Regions from separate parts of the Mus musculus genome. Here all the other regions are linked to region 3. Evidence: chromatin contacts called from public Hi-C and HiChIP or PLAC-seq data. All regions are on one chromosome and are shown on one strand. The core of a region is the stretch at or near the end of the contact, and the rest is flanking DNA. Distances in the headings are between cores, read along the strand shown.

Region 1 (6,226 bases), core at 1,651-4,150, 140 kb before region 3:
ATTCACAGAGTCTAGGCTCAGAAAGATCTCATAATCAATCCCCACAAAAGAAAAAGACCCCGGCAGAAGCACAGCAATCAAGTAATAAAACAAGGCCAGACTTTCCTTTGGATGATTATTGCCTGCCGCCTTTCCGTCCCAGACAGCTGGGACAAACTGGGCGTCTGCATTTTTGTTTTGATCTGGGTGTGGGTGGAGGTACATTTTAAAATTATGGAGTCTGAAATTTTTTTGTTGTGGTATTTTTATCAAAAATGGAAATTTCCAGAGGAAGCCTAATTTGTTTCAAACTTTGATCTGTAATTTACACTATACACAACTCTCTATGTTGGTTTGACTAATCATGTAAAGATGTGGTAGAGTCTTAGATGTTTAAACTCTTGTGAATAACATGACTCCTACAAAAGCCCACTGTGTAACTTTACATAATCCAGCAAATCTCCCTGATCTTCACTCTCTTTATCTATAAAAAGACCTTGGACTGCATTTGAATTACAGGCCACAATGCAGGAGTTCTGAGAAGTACTCCCCTCAAAATAGAAGTTTTAAATCAAAACAAGGAAAGAAACATTCAATATCCCCTATTTAGGGATTTGTAGTTCCCTAACAATAGGTAAACTGAAAGTATATTAGAGCTTCAAGAACAATTTGCAGTATAGAACCCATTCCAAATTGCTTATACTTACTTACATTTTCCAAACTTATTTGATCATGAAACAATTCTCCCAGAAAAAAAAAATCTATAAATATCTAATAAAAGTGCACCCATTCACTCAAAGCACTATGCAATGTGCTGGCGAGATGACTCGGCTCATAAAGTGCCTGATGAGTAAGTAAGAGAATGTGAGTTCAAATCCCCAGAGCCCATGTAAAACAACAAACAAAACCAGGCATGCAGTGCACCTGTTTTTGCAGCAGGAGGAGGTGAGGACTGGGGATCCCTGGGGCTTGGCAGCCATTATATCATAATCTGTGAGTTTCAGGTGTAGTAAGAGACTATCTCAAAGAATTAAGCTGAGGATACTTGAGGAAGACTTTCCTATCCTCCACAAACATTCTCACACACAAACAGATACATATATACAAAAGACAAAAACTATGTGTTGGTCACCTACTATGTGGAAAGACTGCACTAGGTGCTGGGAATGCCCTGGCAACCATAATAAACTGATCTCTGAAAGTCTAGAGTTCAGTTGGGAGGATAGACAATGAAGTGCAAAATAGAATTTCAAGTTAAAATGAATGTCCTGAAGGAAATTCAAAGATTTTTAAATATAAAATAATGGAGATGGAGAGTATTTAGATAGGATCACAAGAAAGATTACTTTAGTAAAACATCAAGGTGTCCCAGCATCTTAGATGATACAAATAGAAATTATCGTAGCCTAATTAGAATCATTTAAGATATTTGAAGAATGAGAAGGAGTCTCCCATTGAAAAGCAGTAAAAACTGTTCCAGGCAAAACACCAGCATCAGTGAAAACACAGGACACAAGACCACTTAACTGGTTCACAGCGTTGAAAGGCCATCGAGGCAAAGAGGAATCAAAGCTGATTCACAAATCGCTGTCATTTCAGCTGGCTTGTCAGCTGAGTTAAAGGGACATCTTTCATGATTTAAAAAAAAAAAAAAGGCTGGAAGTGAATCAACTTTAATGGACAATCTAGAGCTTTGTTTCAAGGAGAAATGCAGACTACACTGAGATCTCTTACCACTTAAAAAAAAGAAGCCCCTAAAAATAGTTTTACTTTTTTTTTTCAGAGATCACAATCTCTGAATTTTTATAATTAAGTTTCCATCATCAAGGTAATAGGCTCTTGTGAGCACTATAGCATATTTTCAAGGGCAGCTAGTTTGTGACATTTCTTGTGATGGTGTGAGAAATTCCCTTTGGAGTAATTGATCAAGAGGATCCAAGACTCCCAAGACAACATATGCTACTGCCACTACCTCCAGTTGCTCCGGAACTTGACGGTTAAATCCTATTGATAAAAACAGCACACACCTCAGACATTAGATTCCAGGGAATATAGTACAGAGCTGGAAGCTTCCTGCTTGAGGAAGGAGTCTCCCAATGAAAAGCAGTAAAAGCTGTTCCAGGCAAAACACAAGCATCTGTGACAACTCAGAATTCAAGTTCCTCCCTGAGCGCTAGCTTTCATGGTATCTGAAGTGCTATGCAAGCTGCTGCCAACAGAGAAAAATCAATCAACAGACTTACCCAGCTATAAAGCCTACGATGGCCAGTCCAGCAAGATACCCTCAACACCGCAATAGTGGCACTCTTATCTTGGGAGTCACCATCAGCCCGCTAAACTACTAATGGCTTACTCAATAGATAAATGATTCATTCCCAGGACTAAATGTCCAATAATAGATAATGGCTGATAGATATAGATGTATTATATATACATATTTCACGTTTTATATACCACATAGAGATGAGATGTATTTGATGTGTGTGTGTGTGTGTGTGTGTGTGTGTGTGTGTGTGTATACAAATATATAGATGGAATATTACCCACCCTTAAAAAGAAAGGTATCTTACCATCTGCCACAAAGTGGATGGACATTAATAACTTTTTGCTGTAAGAAACAAACCTAGACACTAGAAGAAAACTACTGCACGATTGCACTTATCTCTGAAAGATTTAACAAAGACTGAGATATGCATAAATAGAGACTAACATAGTGGTTATAATAAAACCATAGGTTGGGGAGGCATGAAATAGAGAGAGGCAGGTCAATGGATTAAAGTAGCAGTTGCAGACTGCACAAGTCTAGAACCCTAAACTATAACATGAGAACCAGAAGAATGCCAAATGTGTAGAGCATTATTAATAGCTGGTGTACCTGGCAACCACACCCTTCCTTCCTCTGGCATGACTCTGCTATCACTCATGTAGACATCTGCTCCATTTAGAAGGATTTGCCCAAGGGATTGATTACACTCATTCTGACATTACAAAGAGCCTATCTGGGGAAAAAAAAAGGTAAAAGGTATGCTAAGAAACAATAAAAATAGACCCTAACCACAGTTTGAGTATCAGAGTCTAGGGCAGCTTTCCCTTGCCTGCCCCACATCTGGTCTGTGGCAAATATTCCCAGTATTCTTGCTCAGGAAGTACTGGAAAGGGAGAGCAAGCAACATGGCCACCTCTACATTCCTGTGGTCAGAGTTGCTAGCAGACTGCTGTTACCACTTAGGGTTTCCATGTGATCATCGGATACCAGCCAGCCGTTTCCCTAACCACAGAGGACACATATCAAGTTCCTTGTGCCATCTGCTAAATCTCCTTTCTCTTGATTTGAGAAGAAAGAAATACTTGCCTAACCACCCCTAGAGAGAGAAGATAAGACTTTGCAAAGCCCTCTCCCAAAGAAATCCCTGCAAATGCTGAAGCCATCACCACTCTACCCTTTGATGGCCTTTGGGTGGGGTGAGGGGGTCTCAGAATGTAGCCGTCCTTGCCTACTCCTTGGGAGTATTCACATAGAAACTTACCTACCTGCTCCCTCAGAGCACAGAAGCAGTCATATTTCTGTCTTGGCAGAAGTTTCAATTCTGATATTCTGTTGTGTGTGCGTGAACTTCACCATCTCATATTTTGTGAATTAAAAAAAAAAGATTGGAAACTTTCACTGTATTCAACATTTTGTCAGAATTCAAAATGAAAGAAATGATTCTGGGGTAATCAAAGGTAAGAAGAACCAAGCCCAAAGTTTTATTATATGATGAATGAACTTTGAAGGGTTTAGAGAAAAGATGATTAAGGTATATAAAATTAAGGATTAAAAAATTATAGTCTCTTAAAAGTAAATACCAAGCTGTATTCTTCACATTGAAGATCAATTACACCCCAGGAGATGAACCTAAATCTTGGCAGAAGGAATAGTTAGATATTTTAAAGGATAATGGGAAATGATGATGGGGTTTTTTGGAGAGGGGTTGCTCTTCTTGTTTTTTTTTTTTTTTTTTGATGTCTTTTTAAATAGAAAAACCTGCGGGTTTTTTTTTTTCCCAGATAATTTAGCCAAAGTCTTTCTCTACAATAAGCATGTAACTTCTTTTACAGTTTGTGAACTCTCTGAACCGTCATTGAGTCTATCATTTCTTGGTCTTTTGGTGGCGCCTTTCCCCTGATCTCCTTTCTTTACCCCCATGCAATCTGTTTCTCACTGTCTTGTTGCAGTAACAGAGTGTCTTCAGAAGGCAGTGTTACCAACAGTAGTTTCTACTTTCTGTTTACAACAAGAAGTAGAGACACACTTTGGACCCATAACTGAAATACAGCACGGTGCCTAGGTTTGTGGTTTTGAGAGACCTTGAAATGCTTCCTCCCCTGTGCCACCCACAGAATTTCCCAAGTTTGATTTTAATATCCTCTAGAATTCTGTAGTTAAAGAGAACAGCTTCAAAGGTTTTGAGAGTCTGCTGGCTTCTGGAAGGTTTTTATTGGCTGTGAGTTTTGATTGAAATTATCTATTTGCTATTCAGTTTAATATGTTAAGAGAGATTTCTAAATGGACTGCCTCAGGTTTTGTGGTGCTGACTAGAATAATAATGTAAAAACCGCATGGCTATGTAGGAGACAAAAGATAAGGTCAGAGGAAAACAGCTTGATAATTGCATCAAAAAATTAAGAAGTATATTAATGATTTTGTCAAGAATCTTCCTCCTCCTTTAGCTCTGGCATCTGTTATCTTTGCGCATGTGTTTTCTAAGTTTGGCTAATGAATTCTGACATGTGTATACATAAAATATACATACATTCCACATACATATTCATCTCTGTCACATGAGGCATAGCTTCATATTTCAATGAAAGAAAAATACTTTTGGAAAAGAAAATCAATATTTGCATATAGATAAATACGTTTCCATAAAATTCCCAGCTTACTATTTGTCTCAGCATCCTGAGTCCTTTTAGTAAGGAGATGCTCAGAACCACAGACCATTTTGTCTTCGTCTCAGGAACGGTGTGTGGTTTATTGTACAAGTAGAATGTGAAACATTGAATATCCTCAGTGCAAAAGCCTTTGCATGTAGGAGCCTCAGCATGCATCACTGTCTTGGCAGACCCAAGCAAATCACACAGGAGAAGACATTTAAGCTAACGGTGATAAGACATTGACTGAGCAGATAGATGTGATTCAATCTGATATTTCTGCAAGAGCTAATTCAAAGGACCAAGGCATCATTCCAGCAGACCAAGTTAAAAAGAGGCTTATCTTATCTTTCTTCAGTGAGGTTGCCTTATATAGCCATAGGCTTGTGAGTCGGCTGGTCTGGCTAATGATGACCCTGGGGAAGTAACACCTATGACCTACATTTCTCCATCCTATTTGCAAAACAGTCAAATTAGTTCTAAAAATTGTCTGAGAAGAAAACTACTTTCCCGGGACAGGTGATGTTCAACCCTCAGGTCGGCAACACCCTTCAGGAAAGTGATAATCATTCATTGTCTACAAACCAAAACTGTACTGGAGATCAGCAATGGTGGCATGGGATTCCTTACAGCCTGAAGAAATGAACGGGAAAAAGTACAGCTCTTTCCAACAGTTAGGACTCAGAGGTCCCAAGCTGCCTTTCTGGACCTTGGTTGCCTCTTTTGTAAAAGTAGCAGTTTGGTCCCCCTTCCTGACTGTCCACTGGTGCTTAGATTAAGAGATACATGGGAAGTGCTTGAGAGAGGATTATAGAGGCAAGAGGCAAGTAGGATAGGAAGAGGGGAAACCCTCCATGCTCGCAGGCAGCACCATCCAATGTCTAGGAGGTACATACAGAAAAAGAACAGGAGAGAAATGGAGCAGAGAGAAAGCCTATGCTGGTGAGGTTCCTCCTTGTTCTTGTCACCATGATGTTCTACCTGACCTGCAATGGAGTCGAGTGGCCATGAGCTGATACCCCAGAAATTGTGAGCCAAAGTCTACCTTTCCTCCCCTAAGCTGTTGCTTCTCAGATGTTCTTCACATGACCAGAAGAGACTGCTATGGTTTGCATCTGAAATGTTTTCCATGGGTTCATGTTCTGATCATTTGGCCCCGGCTGGTAGTGCTATTTGGAGAAGTTCTCTAACTTTGGGAAGACAGGGCTCAGGAGAAGCAAGGTGGTCATTAGGTATAGAGGGAATACTTGGGGTATGCTATCCTTGGACAATGGCTGACTGCTTCTCTGCACTTTGATCTACCGTTATGTGAAGGGCCTCAACCCTATGCTCTGAC
Region 2 (7,098 bases), core at 4,018-6,517, 230 kb after region 3:
TTGGTATTAGCTCTTCTTTGAAAGTCTGGTAGAAATCTGTGCTAAAACCATCTGGCTCTGGACTTTTTGGGGGTGGAGGGTTATGAGATTTTAATGACTACTTCAATTTCCTTAAGAGTTATAGGACTGTTTACATCACATGGTTTAACTTTGGTAAATGATATGTGACTAGAAAATCATACATTTCATTTAGATATTCCAATGCTGTGGAGTACAGTGTTTTGAAGTAAGATCTAATTCTTTTTAGATCCAATTTTTAAAAAATTTCTTCAATTTCTGTTGCTATGTCTCCCTTTACATTTCTGATTTTGTTCATTTGGATTCTCTCTCTCTCTCTCTCTCTCTCTCTCTCTCTCTCTCTCTCTCTCTTTCTCTCTCTCTCTCTCTCTCTCTCTCTCTCTCTCTCTCTCTCTCTCTCTCTCTCTCTCTCTCTCTCTCTCTCTCTCTCTCTCCCCTGTCTGTCTTTTTAGTTAGTTTGACTAAGGGTTTGTCTATCTTGTTGATTTTCTCAAAGAACCAACTCTTGCTTTTGTCCAGTCTTTGTATTGTTCTCTTTGTTTCTAATTGACTGATTTCAGCCCTGAGTTTGACTATTTCCTGCTGACTCCTCTTGGGTGTGTTTGCTTCTTTTTTGTTCTATAGCTTTCAGGTGTGCTGTTAAGTTGCTAGTGTATGCTCTCTCCAGTTTCTTTTTGGAGGCACTCAGAGCTATCAGTTTTCCTCTTAACACTTCTTTCATTGTGTTCCATAAGTGTGAGTATGTTGTGTTTTTGTTTTCATTGAATTCTAGAAAGTCTTTAATTTCTTTATTTCTTCCCTGACCCAGTGATCATTGAGTAGAGAGTTGTTCGGTTTCCATGAGTATGTAGGATTTGTGTTGTTTCTGTTGTTGTTGAAGTCCAGGTTTAATCCATGGTTATATGATAAGATGCAAGAGGTTATTTCAATCCTCTTGTATCTGTTGGGTCTTGCCTTGTGACAGATTATATGGCCAATTTTGGAGAAGGTTCCATAAGGTGCTGAGTAGAAAGTATATTCTTTTGTGTTTGGGTAAAATTTTCTGTAGCTATCTATTAGGTCCATTTGGTTTACAACATTTGTTAGTTTTAGTTTTATTATTCCTCTGTTTTGTTTCTATTTCCATGACCAGTCTATTGGTGAGAGTGGCGTGTTGAAGTCCCACACTACTATTGTGTGGGGTTCAATTGTGATTTAAGTACTGTTCCTTTTATGAATACGGGTAACCTTGCATTTGGGTAACCTTGCATTTGGAGCATAGATGTTCAGAATTGAGATGTCCTCTTGGTGGACTTTTCCTTTGATGAATATGAAGTGTTCTGCCATCTCTTTTGCTTACTTTTGGCTGAAAGTCTATTTTATTACATGGTAGAATGGCTGCTTCAGTTTGTTTCTTGAGTCCTTTTGCCTGGAAAACATTTTTTCTAGCCCTTTTCAGAGATAGCATCTATTCTTTTTGCTGAGGTGTGTTTCATGTATGCAGCAGAAAGATGGACCCTGTTTATGCATCATTCTGTTAGCCTGTATCTTTTTTTTTTTTTTGTAGTTTCACCATGCTGTTTAATCTAGCATGTATGTTGCCTAGAAAGGCTTGTACAAACACTTTTCCAGCATGTCTCCTAGAGACCATTTCACCCACTGCTCTGTTTGGCCGCTAGCCTCTTGTCTCTCTCTTCAGCAAAGGTGAGGCGGATTCCTTTTCCTCGGGGAAGAGAGATCCATGGTTTGTTACCCTTGCCAATAACAAAAATGTTGGACAGCCGAGTGGCAAAGCTGTTGCCACTGGCATCTTTCACATGAACCACATCAAAAGAGCCGGGATGTCTCTCTCTGTTGGTGATTACAACAATTCTTCCCAAGTTAGCACCTCCAGTCACCATACACAGGTTCCCAGTGTCGAACTTGATGAAGTCAGTTATTTTGCCTGTCTCCAAATCAATCTGAATGGTGTCATTCACCTTGATGAGGGAATCAGGGTACCGAATAGTACGAGCATCATGGGTCACCAGGTGCGGGATTCCTTTTGTGCCCACAAAGATCTTTCTCACTTTGCACAACTTGTACTTGGCCTCCTCCGGTGTAATACGATGAACAGCAAAGCGACCCTTGGTGTCTTAGATCAGACGGAAGTTCTCTCTGTTCTTGTCAATGCTGATGACATCCATAAACCCAGCAGGGTAGGCTATATCGGTCCTGACTTTCCCATCAATCTTAATGAATCGCTGCATGCAAATCTCTTTTACTTCATCTCCAGTCAGGGCATACTTAAGTCTGTTCCTTAGGAAAATGATGAGAGGCAGGCATTCCCTCAGCTTGTGAGGACCAGTGGATGGATGAGGAGCAAACATGCCAGTCAACTTATCCAGCATCCAATGTTTTGGAGCAGCTACGCGCTTCAGGTGTTTCTTGGGACCACGAGCCCTGGCTGCGCTGGGTACAGAAAGAGCAGCCTGTATCTTTTTATTGGGGAATTGAGTCCATTGATTTTGAGAGATATTAATGACCAATGATTATTAATTCCTGTTATTTCAATGTTGGTGGTTGTCTTAGTTAAGGTTTCCATTGCTGTGAAATGACCCCATGTTGCCAAGGGACAATATTTGATTGGGGTTAGCTTACAGTTTAAGAGGTTCAGTCATTGACATCATGGCAGGAAGCATAGCAGTATCTAGGCAGGCACAGTGCTGTAGAAGGAGCTGAGAAGTCTGTATCTTGACAGAGTGCAACCAGGAGAAAAACTGGCTCTTCCACACTGGGTGGAGCTTCAAAGCCCCCCCCCCCAGACATGCTTCCTCCAACGAGGCCACACCTCCTAACAGGACCACTCCCTATGGGCCAAGCATACTCAAACCATGACAGGACAATGGTGGTGGTTCTCTCTCTCTGTCTCTCTCTTTCTCTCTGTCTCTCTCTGTCTCTCTCTGTCTCTCTCTCTCTCTCTCTCTCTCTCTCTCTCTCTCTGTGTGTGTGTGTGTGTGTGTTTGTGTTTCTCTTCTTTTGGTTTTGCTGTGAGATGACTAATTTCTTGGATGTAGTTACATTTCTTATGTTGGAAGTTTTCTTTCTAGTATCCTCTTTAGGGCTGTATTAGTGGGAAAAGGTTTAAATTTGGTTTTGTCATGGAATATCTTGGTTTATCCATCTATGGTGATTGAACATTTTGCTGGATATAGTAGTCTGGGCTGGCATTTGCAGTCTCTTAAGGTCTACAAGACATCTGCCCAGGACCTTCTGGCTTTTAGAGTTTCTGCTTGAGAAGTCAAGTATTATTCTGATATGTCTACCTTTATGTTACTTGGCCTTTTTTCTTTTCAGTTTTAACCTTCATACTTTGTTCTGTGGATTTAATGTGTTGATTATTATGTGGCAGGAAGATTTTCTTTTCTGGTCCAGTTTATTTGGGTTTCTCTAAGCTTCTTGTGTGTTTATAGCCATCTCTTTCTTTAGAGTAGGGAAGTTTTCTTCTATGATTTTGTTGAAGGTATTTTCTGGGATTTTGAACTGGGAATCCTCTCTCTTCTATTCCTTTTATTCTTAGGTTTGGTTGTCTTATAGTGTACCAAATTTCCTGAATGTTTTTTGTTTAAAAAAATGCTTTTTAGATTTGGCATTTTCTTTGACAGATGTATCAATTTCATCAATTGTATCTTTTACATCTGAGATTCTCTCTTCCATCTCTTGTATTCTGTTGTTGATGCTTGTGATTGTAGTTCCTATTTTCCTTCCTAGGTTTTCCATCACCAAGGTTTCCTCCACTTGTGTTTTCTTTGTTGTTTCTATTTCTATTTTCAGGTTTTGAACAGTTTTATTCATTTCCTTCACCCATTTGATTGTATTTTCCTGTATTTCTTTAAGGAATGTATTTCCCATTTAAAGGCCTATGGCCTTCCCTCTGAAGATTCTGATGCAGGATGAAAAAATGGTTGGGAGGCCATTGGGCTGAGACAGCTCCAAGCACTGTGTGCTTGTTTGTAAGCAAACTGAAATCCAGCATGAATCAAAATTCAATTCAAATGGGGGTAACTTAGTCACCAAATTTCTATGGAAGAGAACCTGCTATCACGTGCTGTCATTGTGACTTGCTGAATTAATTTCTTTCTGATGAGTCATCTCTTTGCCTGATTGCAGGAACTGCACCACATGCATCTTCCCAAGCTGAGTGAGTGGCACTGACACAAAGAAAGCCATGCTTAAGGACTTAATGCGTACTTGATTCTATACAAATGTTGCTGAAGCATATCTGTCGCTTGATAAATTAGGATTCTAATGAAAGATTTAAAAGATTTGTAAAGGTTTTTGCCTGTGCTTATTTTCAATGCAGCTTTATTTAGAAAGTCTGTAGAAATAGATCTGTGTTTTGGGCTGAATGATATCCCCATACCAAATGTGGAAGCCGTAAGTTGCTTAGCAATGTTTAATTTTGCTCTATTCACAATAGTTAGAAAATGCAAACAACTTAAATGTCCTTCAGTATCTGAATAGATAATGAAAATGTGGTGCATAGCTTGATATAGCTGCCTCCTCAGAGGCTCTGCCAGTGCCTGACAAGTACAGAAGTGGATGCTCACAGCCATCCATTGGACTGAGCACAGGGTCCCCAATGAAGGAGCTGGAGAACGTACCCAAGGAGCTGAAGGGGTTTGCAGCCCCATAGGAGGAACAACAATATGAACTGACCAGTACCTCCAGAGCTCTCTGGAACTAAACCACCAATCAAAGAAAACACATGATGGGATTGTGTCTCTAGCTGCATATGTATCAGAGGATGGCCTAGTCAGCCATCTATGGGAGGAGAGGCCCTTGGTCCTGTGAAGGTTCTATACCCCAGGATAGGTGAATCCCAGGGCCAGGAAGCAGGAGTGGGTGGGTTGGTGGGCAGGGGAAGCGGGGAAGAGGATAGGAGGTTTTCAGAGGAAACCAGAAAAGAGGATAACATTTGAAATGTAAATAAAGAAAATATCTAATAAAAAAGAAACTCTAAAAAATGAAAATAAATAAAAAATTAAAAAGAAAAACGAAATCATTGAATTTTCAGATTAATGTATGGCATAGAAAAGATTGTATTGAACTAATTGAGGCTCAGAAGGACAAACACTTCATGTTCTCAGTCATCTGTGGTTCCTGTAACCTCCTCCCAGCCTGAAGCAGGCTGAGCCTGACCTTGACCTTTCTGCCACTAAGGAGATTCCCTAGGATGGAGCTTTCCTAGATCACTCTATTGTTCAGCCAGGGCTGCTGTTCCACTTCAAGATTCTGCTCCCTGCTGAGAGGCTGCTGAGCTATTCCAGAGACTACACCCTATCCTTCGTCACCTGCAGCAGGGCTCCAAGAATGAATTGGTGGGAATGGGCCTCTCCTCCCCCCCCCCCCTTTATAATTACATTTGCCATTAAACATTTGAGCTTTGATCAGGAATCTTGACTTAGCTCCATTTTTCTCTCGACCGCCTAGTTTCCCCTCTCTATTCAGCCCCGGCTTGCCTCCCAGGTGAAACCTGGTTCATTTTAGCCGCAGGCCGGCTTCCAACAGTTCTTAGCTTCAAATTTTCAGATCTGAGAATATGAACTAGAGTGTGAAGTAGAAAGTAGAAAAAAAAATGAGGAGGGGGGATTTAATTCAGGAGGGAGGGAGGAAGTCAAAACAGACAGAGAGTGGGGGGGAACGGACAAACAAGACTGAGAATATTTGAAAAAAACTCCAAGGAATAAATGTGCGTGTGTATGTGTGTGTGTATCTTAAATAAAGTTATGTTTCTTGAGCAGACAATATTCCCCACAAGAGCCATAGGCTAACAAAGACATCAGGCATGAGAAACCTTTTTTATAGTTGGTCAGAGCAGTCCAAGAGGCTCCCAAAGCAATACATCCTATTGCAATTGCAATATTGTCTGACTCCCATTGGATGAAGGCAAGTCTCCATTTGCTGAAGACATCACACACTTCAGACACAGGACTTGGAAGATTTGAGCTGGCTCTGACCTGAAAGCCCCCTCCCTGAGGACCAGGGGTTTTATGCTCAAGGAGGAAAGCAATTGGTAGTTCTAAGCAGCTGTGATTCATGTGAGCTACACAATGACTTGCATTGCCAAGGACCAGCCTTGCTTGGAGAGAGAGATTCTGAGGAAGGGGTGTTTGGGTGCAGTCATTTCAAGAATGACTTGAAGTCAATTGTGGGTACAAACTTGTGTCCTCAAGGTAGCTCTCTTGAAGACCAAAGCCCAGTATTTTTTTTTGATTCTTTTTTTTTATTAGGTATTTTCTTTATTTACATTTCAAATGCTATCCCAAAAGTTCCCTATACCCTCCCCGCACCCTGCTCCCCTACCCACCCACTCCCACTTCTTGGTCCTGGCGTTCCCCTGTACTGGGGCATATAAAGTTTGCAATATCAATGGGCCTCTCTTTCCACTGATGGCCGACTAGGTCATCTTCTGCTACAGATGCAGCTAGAGACATGAGCTCTGGGGGGTACTGGTTAGTTCATATTGTTGTTCCACCTATAGGGTTGCAGACCCCTTCAGCTCCTTGGGTGCTTTCTCTAGCTTCTCCATTTGGGGCCCTGTGTTCCATCCTATAGATGGCTGTGAGCATCCACTTCTGTATTTGCCAGCCACTGGCATAGCCTCATATGAGACAGCTATATCAGGGTCCCTTCAGCAAAATCTTGCTGGCATATGCAATAGTGTCTAGGTTTGGTGGCTGATTATGGGATGGATCCCCGGGTGGGGTAGTCTCTGGGTAGTCCATCCTTTCGTTTTAGCTTCAAACTTTGTCTCTGTAGCTCCTTTCATGGGCCAGTATTTTATTTGCATATTGATTCAATATTGTCCACCCCAGGTTCCTGTTTGATTATCCCATAATCAGCATTTATGACCCTAGACCCTTGATTCAGAGATTTGCCTACCTTTGTGAGCACAGACAGTAAGCTAGGTGGATGGGATCTGGCTCTGAGATTACCCACACTGCCTGGGTCAAAACTAGCTCTGTCCCAGGCTGGCCTTGAATCCAGGAATCTGCCTGTCTTTGTAAACATAAACAATAAACTCAGCTGGGTAGGATCTTGCCTTGCAATCACCATTCC
Region 3 (7,110 bases), core at 3,670-6,169:
GACCACTATCTTGCCTTCATCCCTTGCTGATAAAATTCAATACCTTAATAATATTACAGTGTGGGTTGATCAGTGGTCTTTTACCTAAAAAAAAAAAAAAAAAAAAAAATAGAAGCCACTTCTATGCTAGTGCAGGAGCAACTAGAGGCAGGGCATCTAAGAGAATCTCAGTCACTATGGAATATTCCAATATTTGTTATCATGAAAAAAATCCAGTAAATGGAGATTGTTACAAGATCTAAGAAAGGTTAATGAAACCATGGTACCTATGGGAGCTTCCATCTTCAGTGGCTATTCCTAAAGGATATTATAACATTGTGGTAGATTTGAAAGATTGCTTCTTTACTATCCTTTGCACTCTGAGGATTGTGAAAGATTTGCTTTCAGCATTCTTCTATTAATTTTAAGGAACCCATGAAAAGATATCAATGGACTGTTCTTCCTCAGGGCATGGCTAATAGTCCTACCTTATGTCAAAAGTTTGTGGCACAAGCCATTCAGGCTGTAAGACAGCTGTGGCCAATGATATACATCATTCATTACCCAGATGATGTCTTAATAGCAGGAAAAGATCCTCAGGACTTGCTTTTACGTTATAGAGATTTACAACAGGCATTAGCTGATAAAGGACTACAAATAACACCAGAAAAGGAACAAACTCAGAACCCCCCTCCCCCTCCCTCCTCCCCCTCTCCCTCTCTAGAATTAATGATGACCATTAAGTGCCTGTAGACCCTCAGGCCCTCAGGAAAGGGACACTTATGACCCTTTCTATCTCCAGCTACTATTACTGTCTGTAGTAAAGGGCCGGGCTCAGAGTTCCTTCTTCCCCACACGGCAGGATCTTGGCAGATTCAATCTTGCACAGGTCTTGTGCCAGCAGTCTTACTAGTCTGGGACCAAGGGTGAAACAGCACTGTCATGTTCGAAAGACAACATTCGACTCCACTTACTCCTCACTCCAGCTCTTACATTACTGTGGCCTTTTTCTTCAGTGATTCCTGATCCTTGGAGGTCATCCATTTAGCAGCCCGTTATTTTCAGCACTTTGAAAATACATGTATATGTGCATCACCTGTTTTGTTTTGTTTTCTGTTTTTGATCTCTTTGAGTAATCCAGATACAAGCAAGCATGAAGTTATATCTTCTGACATTTCTATCAAGCTGTCCTAGTCCAGTTTTTAAGACTCCAAAAAGGGGGAGCAATAAATGTCCAGAATCTGCGTGCAGAACTAGAATGTTGAAAGTTCAGTTTCTGTGTAAGTGGTTTACATTCTACTGCTAATATGTGGGTTTTGGTTTTGTCATCATAAAAGGACCACACCTTTAACCCACTCCTTTGTAGATGCAGCTCTCATGTGATTCCTGTACTCAACATGTGTTTCCTCTAAGAAAACTTTGTTTCTCCCTCAGAAAGTGGCAACTGATGAAATTTTGGTAGCAGGTATAGTGAAAAAAAAATCCTCAGAAAATAATTTCAAGTTGAGAAACTGTAAAATATGTTCATTTGAAAGTGATAAGGCAAAACTATTCTCTGGTAAAGACTAATAATAAGACATAATAATTTTTTTTTTTTTTTTTGGTTTTTAGAGACAGGGTTTCTCTGTATAGCCCAGGCTGTCCTGGAACTCACTTTTTAGACCAGGCTGGCCTCGAACTCAGAAATCTGCCTGCCTCTGCTTCCTGAGTGCTGACATAATAATATTAAAAAAAAAAAAAAAGCCTGATGTCTTAGGAGGCACAATGAAGCCCCAAATAGATGGAGCAAAACCTGGCATTCTGGTCAGTAGCTGAGTGAGTTTGGACTGGATTTCTACGTACTCTAAACACCATGGTACAGACGACAGAAGAATTTAGTAAGAATGGTCATATTGCTGTACACTGCCTCAGATGAACTTCAAAAAGAACAGGTCTACATAAAACTAATGTACAAAAAATAAACAAAAGAAAACTGAAAATATTCCTCGAAGAGAGACATGCACAAAAGACCAAAATTATTCATCGAAGACAGACAACTTCAAACTCATAGTCATGAAAGTTGGCCAGCTCTATGGATTGCATTATCTCACTGCTAATAGTCCTTCTTTCTAATACAGTCTGACATGTCAGATTATCTCTTTGAGACAGAATCTCACTTTCTCATACAGGTTGGTCTAGACTCCCTTTGTAGACTAGACTGGCCTCAACCTCCTGGTAATCTTCCTGTTGCAGTATCCTTATTATTAAGGTGATGTAACCTCCAACAAGCCTGAAACAGGCTGAGCCAGACCTCGACTTTGTTGCCACTAAGGAGATTACCTAGGGTGGAGCCTGCCTCCCTAGATCACTCTATTGTTCAGCCACTGTCCCTGCTGCTACCTGCTGGGAATCGGCCAAGCTATTCCGGAGACTACATCCTACCCTTCACGTGGTCATCTGCAGCTGGGCTCCAAGGATGAATTGGCGGGAATGGGCCTCCCCTCTCCTTTATAAAGTGTGTCCGCCATTAAACATTTGAACCTTGAACAGACTAGCATGTCTTGGTTCCATTATTTCTCTACCCGCCTAGGTTCCCTCTTTTCTTCCAGCTCCAGGTTGCCTCCCAGGCTCGAACCCAGACATGAGAGCTACAGGCCAGCCCCAACAAGGTGATAGTTATGAAATATTACAGCCAGCAAGTTTTTAAACTTTTTTTGATGATTACCATTATTTCTGACAACTTGCCATGATTTCTTTACATTATATCCAGTGTGTCAAGACTTTTAGACTTGTATAAAGACTTGTTTTACACATTTTTATTTTCTAACATTGAGTCTACAAAAATGCATTACAAGTAACTTTTGTTTGTAAACATTGTGTACTGAAACTTTGTCAGTACATACAAAAATACTCTTTGGGATCTTGGCTCTTTGGACCACATGGTAATCTGTAACTCATAACAATTTTGTTTAGTCTCATTAACTTGGGTTGTCATGGTATTTCAGGTTGTAGTTATAAAGCCAGCTACAGATAATTACCAATCGTGGTGATATACATTCATAGATTCATTTTGACAGGGTATTTGACATAGATCATTACTATGTAGACTTGGCTGTCCTTGAACTCACTATGTAGACCAGGGTGGCCTCAAACTCGCTGACATCCACATGCCTTTGCCTCCCAGTGTTTGGTATTATAAACTATAGTTCACTTTTTGACTAATCATTGTTTAGAGCAACTGTCATAATTATGCCTGAAAGTTTGTGATTGAAAAAATGTAATTACTATTTTATTGTATAAGATGGTATATGAAATATTGCCATACTTATACATGATACTCAAATTAATCTTCCTTAACTGTTAAGTTTTAGAATTTGGGCTGGCTGTGATGGCATATATCTTGGATCCCACCTATCAATCCAGCTACAGAGGCTTGTGGACCTCTGTGAGAATGAGGTCAGCCTAGTATACATAGAGGTCCAGGCCTGCCAGAACTGTAACTCAAAAACAGATCAACAGCATCATTTTTTTTTAATAACACTGTACCTTTGATCTTTATTTAAGGGTTTTGATCTTTTAGGATTTCCATATTTGAGATTCCTAGTGTGCAATGTTAAGGCCCACTTGCCCACTGACAGATAACATCCTGGTATTCTGGAGTCTGTTGTTCATGTACTTTCACTTCCGTAGACAAGGTTGGTTGCACCAGCTGCACAGGAGGTGCTTGATGATACACAGGCAGGAGATGCATTGACTGGAAGGATGCTTGTCCCCAGTGGACTAAGGCTGGAAGCACCATAGCTTTGTGGGCTTGGCCTCTACAGGCACCTGTCTAATGTAGCTTGAGGCCATTCTTTGGGAATCATGGGTATGGACCTGGCCAGTGTCCATCTTCCTGGCCAGTATTAAATAAAGCTTTCTTTAATTGGATAATTGTGGAACTGGTCTTTCCCCTAGCAATTTTCAAGTTCAACAATGGCCTGAAGTCACTCCAGTAAGTCAAGACGTAGCACACAAGACAGGCTTAGAAATGAGTGAGCAAAATTCCTGTTGTAGATACTACTGCCAGAAATAAAGAGGCTCTTACCTACAGCAGTGACAATAAAAATGGAGTGTTACAAGATTTTGTGACTGATCTGAGGCAGGAGGATATTGGTATACAGCAGTGTCCATCCTATATAGACTTCCTACTAGGCACTTCCTACATAGGCAGGTGGCAGTCACCCTAGGGAAGAGGTAATGAGTGGGCTTCACTGACTGACTACGATAAAATGTGAGCTCTCTAGGTGGAATTATCTAGACGGTGGCTGGACCATCTTACTCATTCCTGGAGGTGCTTGCAGTTTTGCCAATCACTGCACAATCATCTCCAAACTTAGCAAAAAATCTAGCTCTTAACCCTGGTTAAATAAATAAATGTACCTGCCAAAGATCTGGAAGGAGGGTTAATTTGGAAACATGTCATCAGAGGTGCTTTATTTGTAGTGAGATCAGGGTAACTCCTGCTTCAGATCCAGCTATCAGAACAGGAGTTTGGGGACATCTGCCTCAGTTTACTTTATGGCCTGTATTTATTTTAAAAGACTTGTCTTGGTACAGCAGCACACCAAACAACTATCACTTGCTAGCAATGTGGCCCTACACGAACAACCTGTCAAGCAGATTGTACGGGTGATCCGATGGTCTCACCCTCCAGGTTGCATCTGCAGGAGTGTTTTTTTTTTTTTTCCAAGATTCGTGGTGCAGGGCTCACGAAGGGCTGGTCTCACAAAGCCCAGAGGTGACATCTCCGCGAATAGCCGCAGAGGCGGGCGCCCCACGGAGGGGGCGGTGCCCGGGCCGCCAGCTCTGCTGACGCCACATAGGCCGAGATCACCTCAGCAGCGCGTGGTGCAATCACAGAGCGCCTTCGCCTCTGCCGCTGTCCGCCACCAATCTGGTCCTGAGATCCCTCCGCCAGGCTCGTCCGTGCCCGCTGCCGGGGCCGTGCTCGTTAAGCACGCGGGACCTCGTGGTCTGCGGTTCTCGGGGCGCGATCATTTGTGCAGCCATCACTTTCTTCACCGAGTCCAAGTGCCACGGTAGAGCCTGCTTCCTCAGGTCCCCTCGGTGGCGCAAGAATCCCCGCACCTAGACGGAGGCGTGGCCACCAGAAGCCCCGCCCCGTCTGTGACGTCCTGGTGGCGCGCGAGCTGTCTGTGGGCGTGTGAAGGGCCCGGGCCAGACTAAGCCATCAGGCCGGGGCCGCCTCCCGACTTCTATCTGCCGGCTTCTCCTGCTCCATCTTTTCCGAGAAGCGGTGTGCGACCTCGGCCCCCAGCCTACCGGGCGGATCGAAGCGACGGTCGGGATGGTACTTCTGGGCTTGCTGCAGTCAGGCGGCTGGGTGCTCGGACAGGCGATGGAGCAGGTGACAGGAGGCAACTTGCTTTCCACGCTGCTCATCGCCTGCGCCTTCACTCTCAGCCTCGTCTACCTGTTCCGTCTCGCCGTGGGCCACATGGTCCAGCTGCCCGCTGGAGCGGTACGTGCACCTCGGGGTCCTCAGTCTGTGCCCCGGCTAAGCGGGCGGGCTCGGGGGGCGCTAGCGGTGGCGGGCGCGCGGGAGGCTGGGGTGGCGGCTGCAGACGCCCGTGCCTGATCTTTGCTGTTGTGGTGGTCTTTCTGGTCTCCTTGCTGGAACCTGAACTCGGGGGCTGTGCTGGCCGTCGCCGTTTCTGCTGTGATAGCGGCTTTGAACTTCTGGCTAGGATCCTACTTTGCAGCGTTTGTAGTCAGTGATGGATGTGCAGACTGGAGGCCTTGCTGGATGGATTTGGCTGGTCTGATTGCCTTGGCCATCCATGACTCTTAAGTGCAGAGCACTGTACTGACTTTACTGTTGGTTGTCAGAGGTGTTTGGGCTCTTTGTGAGGGCCTTGATGGCAAGTTAAGGGTAGCTGCATCCCCGGTGGCCATCACTCTTGATACTGCCCTGTGTGTTTAGTATACTGTGGGCTATTGGGCATAACGATGATTAATAGCAGTGTCAGGGAAATTGCAGACAGTTCATAAGTGACTTGAGAGTGTGGGAAGCGCTTTCCTGTGATGCTGTTAAAATACTGTTTCTCTAGTTTAGCGCTACACCAAACCACTAATTTCAAGCCTTCCAAATATAGTTCATGAATACCCTTGTAATCAACATTTGGTAGCTTTGAAAACCATCCCTTCGAAACTGACAATGGGATGTAAAAACTTAACCCAGCGTTAAGTTCCAACCAAGTTGCTTTAAAACTAATCTCTGAACCCAAGGGATCGATAGGCAGTTACTATTTCTTACTTTCATTAGATACATTTCAAAAGCTCACTATCATCATCATCATTTCTGAGATATTTATTATATCCCAGGGTGGCTGTAGAACTTGTTATGTAGCCAAGGCTCACCTTGGCATATCTTCCAGCCTTCACCCCTTGAGTGTGCAGTGCCTTCCTGTGTAGTCATTTCTGTTTTGAGTTCTTTTGAGGCTAAACCTTGTCTAACTATACTGTGTGTGTGTGTGTGGTTTTTTTAAACATTATTCTTAAGCAGGCTATCATATGAAACTTTCCTATTAATAAAATGAAAACTAAAATTTTCATTTTCTTTTTGCAGAAAAGTCCACCACATATTTACTCTCCAATTCCATTCCTTGGCCATGCAATAGCATTTGGGAAAAGTCCAATTGAGTTTCTGGAAAATGCATATGAGAAGGTAAGTCTTCGGAACAGACAGAGGCAGAGACTCTAGTGTAGAGAAGTGCTTTTCTTTAAATAGAAAGACATTTGTAAAAAGATTGTGCCCTCCCTGCTTATTGGCAGTATTGAAAACATAAAAGGAAAAGGCCTTGTTGGCTCTTAGCTTCCCAGAGTGTCTGTCCTGGGATATAGTCTCTGAGATGTGAGGAAACCTGTAGTTCTAACAATTACGTTTTTAAAAATAGTCTTACATTTTATTTTCGTGGATTATAGTCAGAGTTGACAGCTAGTTTCTTACTGATATATCTTTGGAATGTTGTGTCTTGTACCCCTGGTTCTGTCCATCCTGTGGGATCTCAGCCTCCACTTGGACGGTGTGGGTACTCAAGTCTTTGCTTCTTCCCTGTGAAAACAGTCCTTTGGCATCAGATCAGCCGT
Region 4 (6,884 bases), core at 2,059-4,558, 160 kb after region 3:
ACTAATGATGTTAATATTATTTATCAAAATATGTGACAGACTATGAATAAATATAGTATTTTAAAACTTTATCAACTACAAAATAATATACATAGGGATGCCCTATTTTTTGAAGAAATTAATTCAGCAATCACACATAACAGCTGCTAATGCTGTACAATATAAAGACAGACCACAGTCAGGGCTTTCCTAAGTCTTCAGCCTTCAGACAGACCACAGTCAGGGCTTTCCTAAGCCTTCAGCCATTCTGATTCACGCCTGTCTGGAGAGCAGGTGCAGGGTCAGCTGCCTCTTTGTACATTATGAAGCTGCTGAAATACATTTAAAGTACTTTGTAGGATAGATCTATTCTTAAAAATAAACTGACTGGATTATTATTAAAATGCCACCCATATATAGAATCCGAATGCCAGGCTCATCATTTAGAAAGAAAGGATCCCTCAAGGAGGGTGCAATGCCAAAAATATTGAGAATGGAATTCCTAAGAGCACACCTCAGAAGCTGCTATAATATCTTTTTGTTTCAAACGTTAATTCTTTTTTTTTTTTTTTGAAGAACTATTCAGAGAATCAACCAATCGAGGAGCTGGTTCTTTGAGAAAATCAACAAGATAGACAAACCCTTAGCCAGACTCACTAGAGGGCACAGGGAAAGCATTCTAATTAACAAAATCAGAAATGAAAAGGGAGACATAACAACAGATCCTGAAGAAATCCAAAACACCATCAGATCCTTCTACAAAAGGCTATACTCAACAAAATTGGAGAACCTGGATGAAATGGAGAAGTTTCTAGACAGATACCAGGTACCAAAGTTGAATCAAGATCAGGTTAATGATCTAAACAGCCCGATATCCCCCAAAGAAATAGAAGCAGTCATTAATAGTCTCCCAACCAAAAAAAGCCCAGGACCAGATGGGTTTAGTGCAGAGTTCTATCAGACCTTCAAAGAAGATCTAATCCCAGTTCTTCACAAACTAGTCCACAAAATAGAAACAGAAGGTACTCTACCCAACTCATTCTATGAAGCCACAATTACTCTGATACCTAAACCACAAAAAGACCCCACAAAGATAGAGAACTTCAGACCAATATCCCTTATGAATATTGATGCAAAAATCCTCAATAAAGTTCTTGCTAACCGAATCCAAGAACACATCAAAACAATCATCCATCCTGACCAAGTAGGTTTCATCCCAGGGATGCAGGGATGGTTCAATATACGGAAATCCATCAACGTAATCCAGTATATAAACAAACTCAAAGACAAAAACCACATGATCATCTCGTTAGATGCTGAGAAAGCATTTGACAAAATCCAACACCCATTCATGATAAAAGTCTTGGAAAGATCAGGAATTCAAGGCCCATACCTAAACATGATAAAAGCAATCTACAGCAAACCAGTAGCCAGCATCAAAGTAAATGGTGAGAAGCTGGAAGCAATCCCACTAAAATAAGGGACTAGACAAGGCTGTCCACTCTCTCCCTACCTATTCAACATTGTACTTGAAGTCCTAGCCAGAGCAATTCCACAACAAAAGGAGATCAAGGGGATACAAATTGGAAAGGAAGAAGTCAAAATATCACTTTTTGCAGATGATATGATAGTATATATACGTGACCCTAAAAATTCCACCAGAGAACTCCTAAGCCTGATAAACAGCTTCAGTGAAGTAGCTGGATATAAAATTAACTCAAACAAGTCAATGGCCTTTCTCTACACAAAGGACAAACAGGCTGAGAAAGAAATTAGGGAAACACCACCCTTCTCAATAGCCACAAATAATATAAAATACCTAGGTGTGACTCTAAGGAAGTGAAAGATCTGTATGACGTTAATTCTTTAGTGCATACAAATCACTTATATCTAGTTTTTACTCAGATGTGTAAATACACAGAGAACTGAAAGACTAAACACCAAATTATAGAAAGGTTGACTGAAAAGCAGAGACAACATCATGCACTACTAAACCCAATGGAGAAAACACACATGGACATGCACAAAGAGAACAATTCTACAACTGTATTTGAATGGGCTGTTTCTAAAAAGGCATAAAATTACAGAGACATTGTTCTTGGTCTGTTTTACTTGATTCTGTGGGGTCATAATTTCTCCTGGTTACCTACGTAGAAGACTCCTGAGAGCTAGGGCTTTTGTTGCAGTTCAACACCTAGAACACTGCGCACTAAGTATATGTTGAATAAGAGGGAAGACGTCACTTAGGGAAGACACTGTAAAGCAATAATTTTAACCTCTTGATGGCGTAAATGACACAACACAAAGCACATCCAACTCTACAGGGTTCAGAACTGGAATTAAATATTCTAAGTACTCATTAAGCTAATGAAAAACATAAAACTACCTTTAAACTATAATCTCTTAAGGAAACAATTCAAATTCTGAGAAAAAAATAATATATGCAACAGTTTTCCAGCAAGAATTGTGTTTATTAAAAAAATTATAGACCTCGAAAGAGCAATTCTCAACTTCATAGGAAAAAACAAAAAAACCCAGGATAGCCAAAACAATCCTGAATAATAATAGAACTTCAAGAGGTATCACCATCCTTGACTTCAAGTTGTACTACAGAGTAATAGTAATTAAAAACTGCATGATATTGATATAGAAACAGACAGGTCAAGAAATAGAATCAAAGCCCCAGAAATAAACCCACACACCTATGGTCACTTGATTTTGGATAAAGAAGCCAAAACCATTCAATGGAAAAAGAAAGCATCTTCTACAAAGGGTGGTGTACTAACCAGTCCAACTGGATGTCTACAAGTAGAAGAATACAAACAAATCTATATTCATCACCCTGCAAAAAACTCAAGTCCCAATAGATCAAAAACCTCAACATAAAACCAGATACACTGAATCTCATAGAAGAGAAAGCACAAAGTAGCCATGAATGCATTGGCACAGGAGACAATTTCCTGAACAGAACACACATGACTCAGACTTTTAAGATCAACAATTGATAAATGGGACATCTCATAAAAATGCAAAGCTTCTGTAAGACAAAGGACACTGTCAATAGGACAATACAACAGCCAAGGGATCTTCACCAACTCTACATCTGGCAGAGGGCTAATAGCTAAAATTTATAAAGAACTCAAGAAGTTAAACACCAACAACCCAAATAACCCAATTTAAAAATGGGGTCCAGAGCTACAGAGAATCTCAAATGGCCAAGAAGCTATTAAAGAACATTCAAAGTCTTTAGTCATCAGAGAAATATAAATCAAAACAACTGTGAGGTTCCACATTACACCTATCAGAATGGCTAAGATCAAAGCCTCAGGAATAGCACATGCTGAGGAGGATGTGGAGCAAGGGGAAGACTCTTCCACTGCTGCTGGGAGTGCAAACTTGTACAACTACTTTGGAAATCAATTTGGTGGTTTCTCAGAAAACTGGGAATAGTTTTACCTCAAGACCCAGCCATGCCACTCCTGGGCATATAACCCAAAAGATGCTTCAACATCTCACAAAGACACTTGCTTAACTATGTTCATAGCAGCCTGTAGCCTCCCTCAGCCCTGAAGTAGGCTGATCCAGACTTTGACCTTGCTGCCCCTGAGAAGGAAATTACCCTAACGAGGAGCCTTCTGGCCTAGATGGCTCTTTTGTTCTGCCACCTGCTCTCTCCAAGACACTGCTACCTGCTGAGAGGCCCCTGAGACATTCCGGAGGAACATCCTATTCTGCACATCACCTACAGGCTGGCTCCAGACACCAAGAGTGGACTGGCGGGGGATGGGCCTTCCCCTTTATAAGTAGACTCCCGGAGTAAACTGGAGGGCCTTGAACAGAATCATGTCTTGGCTCCATTAACCTCTCGCCATCTAAGTCTCTTTCAGCCCCAGCCTGCCTCCCTGGTGTACCCGGTCCTTGTAAACCACAGGCCAGCATACAACAGCAGCCTTATTCATAATAGTTAGAAACTGGAAACAACCTAGATGTCCCTCAGCTGAAGAATGAATACAGAAAATGTGGTACATCTACACAATAGAATACTATTCAGCTATTAAAAACAAAGATATCATGAATTCTGCAGGCAAATGGGGGGAACTTGAGATTATCATCCTGAGTGAGATGAACGTGCATGGTATGTACTCACTCATAAGTGGATATCAGCCATAAAGTACTAGTGCCATGTTACACTCCACAGACCCAAGGAAGCTAAACAAGAAGGAAGGCCCAAGTGAGGAAGCCTGAGTCTCACTAAAAGGGGAAATAGTCATAAGAGGCAGATGAAGAGAGAGAACTGGGTGGGAGAGGGGATGGAGAGAGGAAGGGGGAGTTCAGGGTCAGGCGTGGGGAGGGTCAGAAGAGGTAGCCATATAGCGATGAGAATGAATGAAAATTTTACAATTGACAGGGGTGAGGAGGTGGGGAACATCTCCAAAATGAGACAGAGACCTGGGATAAAGTAAGGCACCCAAGAACCAGTAGAGGTGACCTTAGCTGTGACTTACAGCATTGAGGATATGGAACCTCCTGAGGCCATCTCCTGTAGTAAGGCAGAAACCCCAATGGAGCAAGAGAGACACCAATATACCCACAAAACTTTTGACCTTAAATTTATCCTGTCTACAAGAAATGCAGAAACGGGGGATGAAGCAGAGACTGGGAGAATAGCCAACCAATGACCAACCCAACTTGAGAGCCATTCCATAGGCAAACACCAATCTCTGACACTATTAATAATACTCTGTTATGCTTGCAGACAGGAGTCTAGCATGGCTGTCCTCTGAGAGGCTCCACCCAGCAGCTGATTCAGGACAGATGCAGATAGCCACAGCCAAACGGGAGATGGAGCTTGGGGACTCTTATGGGAGAATAGGAGGAAGGATTGCTGTGCCCTGAAGGAGATAGGAACTCAGGAAGACCAACAGAGTCAACTAACCGGGACCCCTTTGGCTATCCGAGTCTGAACCACCAACCAAAGAGCACATAAAGGCAGGACCTGGGCCTCCCAAACATAAATAGCAGATGTGCAGCTTGGTTTTCTAGTGGGTCCCAAATACCTGGAGTGGGAGATATCCCAAAGCTGTTGCATGTATGTGGGATATGTTCTTCTAGCTGGGCTGCCTCGTCTGCCTCAGTCGGGGAGCATGCGCCTAGGCTGGCAGAGACTTGACTTGCAGGGTGAGGGTACACCTGGGGGGTCCCCACCTACTCAGAGAAGGGGGTGGAGATGGGAGGAAGGATGGTAGGAGAGGAGGACTGAGAGGGATTTAAAGTAAGTAAGTAAAAATCAATCAATTAAAAAACAAAAGAAACAAGATCATCTTACATATTCAATTTTTTGGCTACTTAAGTTATTTTATTTTAAACCTGAAAATGGTTAAGTTGATAAAAAAAATAAAAAAATAAAAAAACACCTACTCAATTGGGTAACCACCTGACACTGAAGTGATACACTTTAACTTACTGAGAAAACATTTATTCTAAAACATGCTGGAAATTCAGACACCAGCCATCTGTGTTTTCCATTTGGAAGCCAATTATAAAAATGTTAACATATGTAGTCACAGAAATAGTTGCAAGATTTTCTGGGAAGATAATGTGTCCATATACATCTGTCTTCCAAACCTGGTTCAGATTCCAAGCAAATGTCTTACTCTAACCAGAACAAGAAAAAAAGACCAAACAGTCACGTATTCCTAAACTCAAGACTTACAGTAACATAATTAGTCGTTACCAGTAAAAAAGAATTTTCAGAACATCCTATTACATATAAAATATGTTATGTTTTTTAAAAGAATGCTTATAATCTACTTAGTTGTCTGTGTCCACTGAGGGTTTACCAAACTCGGCTAGAGACTAGTCAAAATATGTGACCCTAACAGTAGGACCTTTTAATCTAAGCCAGACTGCTACTTCATCAAACTTTCGTAATTAAATGAGATAGACGGCTTAAGCATTAGAGTCCTGTACAGATGGAAGTGGTGTAGGAACCTCTCTTACCCTCATTTCCTCAAAGGCTTTTTAGAAGAGAGAAGGCTGCCCAGTGTTACACACATGCAGGACAGAACTTGGCAGTTCTTAGGTAGTTAATACATAGTTCATTTATTCAATAGGAGTGTGTTGTCAATCATGTAGCCACTCTAATGCTAAGCCAGAGAACACACTGTGATGCATAGAACACACTTGGGGGGAAAAAAAAAAACCCTACTCTGATGAACTGTAATGCAGTAGGAAAAATAAATTAAACACACAAATATATCATTTCAAGCAATAAAGCATGGTTTTAGATTTTTTTAAATGTATGTTTTGAAAGAGCCTGAGACAGAAACGTTTGATTTGAATGAAGATGTAAGGAGAGGTCAGCCAACACCAAGAAAAGGATATGGAAGCCAGTGTACAAGGATGAGTATTAATTACCTGCCTGAGAGCACATCAGCAGTACAGCTTGGGTTTCTACTATCCTCCAACAGACTCATGCTTGGAATACCTGGTTCCAGCTGGTACTGCTACTGTGAGAGGGTATGGAACCCTAAGGAGGTGTAGCCTAGTTGGGAAAAGTAGGTCAGCAGCCAGACATCATGACCCTTGAACCCAGCACTCACGAGGCAGAGGCAGGCAGATCTCTTTTCTGCTTGAGAACAACTTTTTCCACATATAAGGCATTCCAGGCCAGTCAGGCTACGTAGTAAGAACATGAGAGGGGGGTGGCGGTAAGGGGGAAGAGGATGAGAATATGAGAATGTGAATGTGTGTTTTTCTCAACATATAAATTGTTGTAGGTAGCCTTCTCTCTGAGAACTAGCTTTTATGGTACCAGAAAGTACCATGCCAGCTTCCAAAGGAGGGAAGCTACCAACAATACTACCCAGCTACAGCTCCTATGTACCACAGCAATTGGCCTGCAT

What was found. Hi-C and Micro-C count contacts between places; a contact is called where the count stands out from the background. HiChIP or PLAC-seq counts read pairs in DNA pulled down with a chosen protein or histone mark.
Region 1: a contact with region 3 is called in a Hi-C map of myocytes, with 2.2 times the contacts expected there. The contact joins the enhancer-like site here to the promoter of Cyp51 in region 3. A contact is called at or near these places in 3 of 484 Hi-C or Micro-C datasets (cortical neurons, myocytes and nephron progenitors) and 1 of 115 datasets of contacts at active chromatin or transcription factors (embryonic stem cells).
Region 2: an H3K27ac HiChIP or PLAC-seq map of embryonic stem cells shows a contact between it and region 3, with 3 times the contacts expected there. The contact joins the enhancer-like site here to the promoter of Cyp51 in region 3. A contact is called at or near these places in 18 of 39 promoter capture datasets (the 3T3-L1 cell line, 3T3-L1-derived adipocytes, the C10 cell line and 11 more), 1 of 15 datasets of contacts at CTCF or cohesin (large pre-B cells), 9 of 484 Hi-C or Micro-C datasets (Th1 cells, embryonic stem cells, liver and 3 more), 16 of 115 datasets of contacts at active chromatin or transcription factors (the 230-238 cell line, CD8 T cells, the NIH/3T3 cell line and 5 more) and 4 of 9 other capture datasets (adipose tissue, embryonic stem cells, liver and 1 more).
Region 4: a contact with region 3 is called in an H3K4me3 HiChIP or PLAC-seq map of embryonic stem cells, with 17 read pairs. The contact joins the enhancer-like site here to the promoter of Cyp51 in region 3. A contact is called at or near these places in 21 of 39 promoter capture datasets (the 3T3-L1 cell line, 3T3-L1-derived adipocytes, the C10 cell line and 15 more), 4 of 484 Hi-C or Micro-C datasets (centroblasts, erythroblasts, regulatory T cells and 1 more), 10 of 115 datasets of contacts at active chromatin or transcription factors (acute myeloid leukemia, bone marrow-derived macrophages, double positive thymocytes and 4 more) and 3 of 9 other capture datasets (adipose tissue, liver and pancreatic islet).

What each region holds. Positions count from the first base shown.
Region 1 is chr5:4,243,270-4,249,495 of GRCm38.p6, reverse strand. No RefSeq gene overlaps it. Among named protein-coding and RNA genes, the nearest start is that of Gm40261, 27 kb to the left of the region's middle. Within about 2 kb of position 2,900, at least 37 of the 459 cell types and tissues checked have an H3K27ac peak or open chromatin away from gene starts, as enhancers often do. A contact at or near this core is called in myocytes, where this site is marked.
Region 2 is chr5:3,870,705-3,877,802 of GRCm38.p6, reverse strand. It overlaps a transcript of Mterf1a not described here and the pseudogene Rps4x-ps. Among named protein-coding and RNA genes, the nearest start is that of Mterf1a, 20 kb to the left of the region's middle. Within about 2 kb of position 5,267, at least 21 of the 459 cell types and tissues checked have an H3K27ac peak or open chromatin away from gene starts, as enhancers often do. A contact at or near this core is called in the NIH/3T3 cell line and embryonic stem cells, where this site is marked.
Region 3 is chr5:4,102,506-4,109,615 of GRCm38.p6, reverse strand. Cyp51 (cytochrome P450, family 51) reads left to right here and starts at 4,919. Exons shown (of 10, transcript NM_020010.2): 1 at 4,919-5,482; 2 at 6,590-6,688. The coding sequence starts at 5,309.
Region 4 is chr5:3,940,100-3,946,983 of GRCm38.p6, reverse strand. The region is part of intron 1 of Akap9 (A kinase (PRKA) anchor protein (yotiao) 9); the gene reads right to left. Gm51438 (a long non-coding RNA gene) reads right to left here. Exons shown (of 2, transcript XR_003955841.1): 2 at 1-6,884. Among named protein-coding and RNA genes, the nearest start is that of Gm51438, 15 kb to the right of the region's middle. Within about 2 kb of position 3,308, at least 6 of the 459 cell types and tissues checked have an H3K27ac peak or open chromatin away from gene starts, as enhancers often do. A contact at or near this core is called in embryonic stem cells, where this site is marked.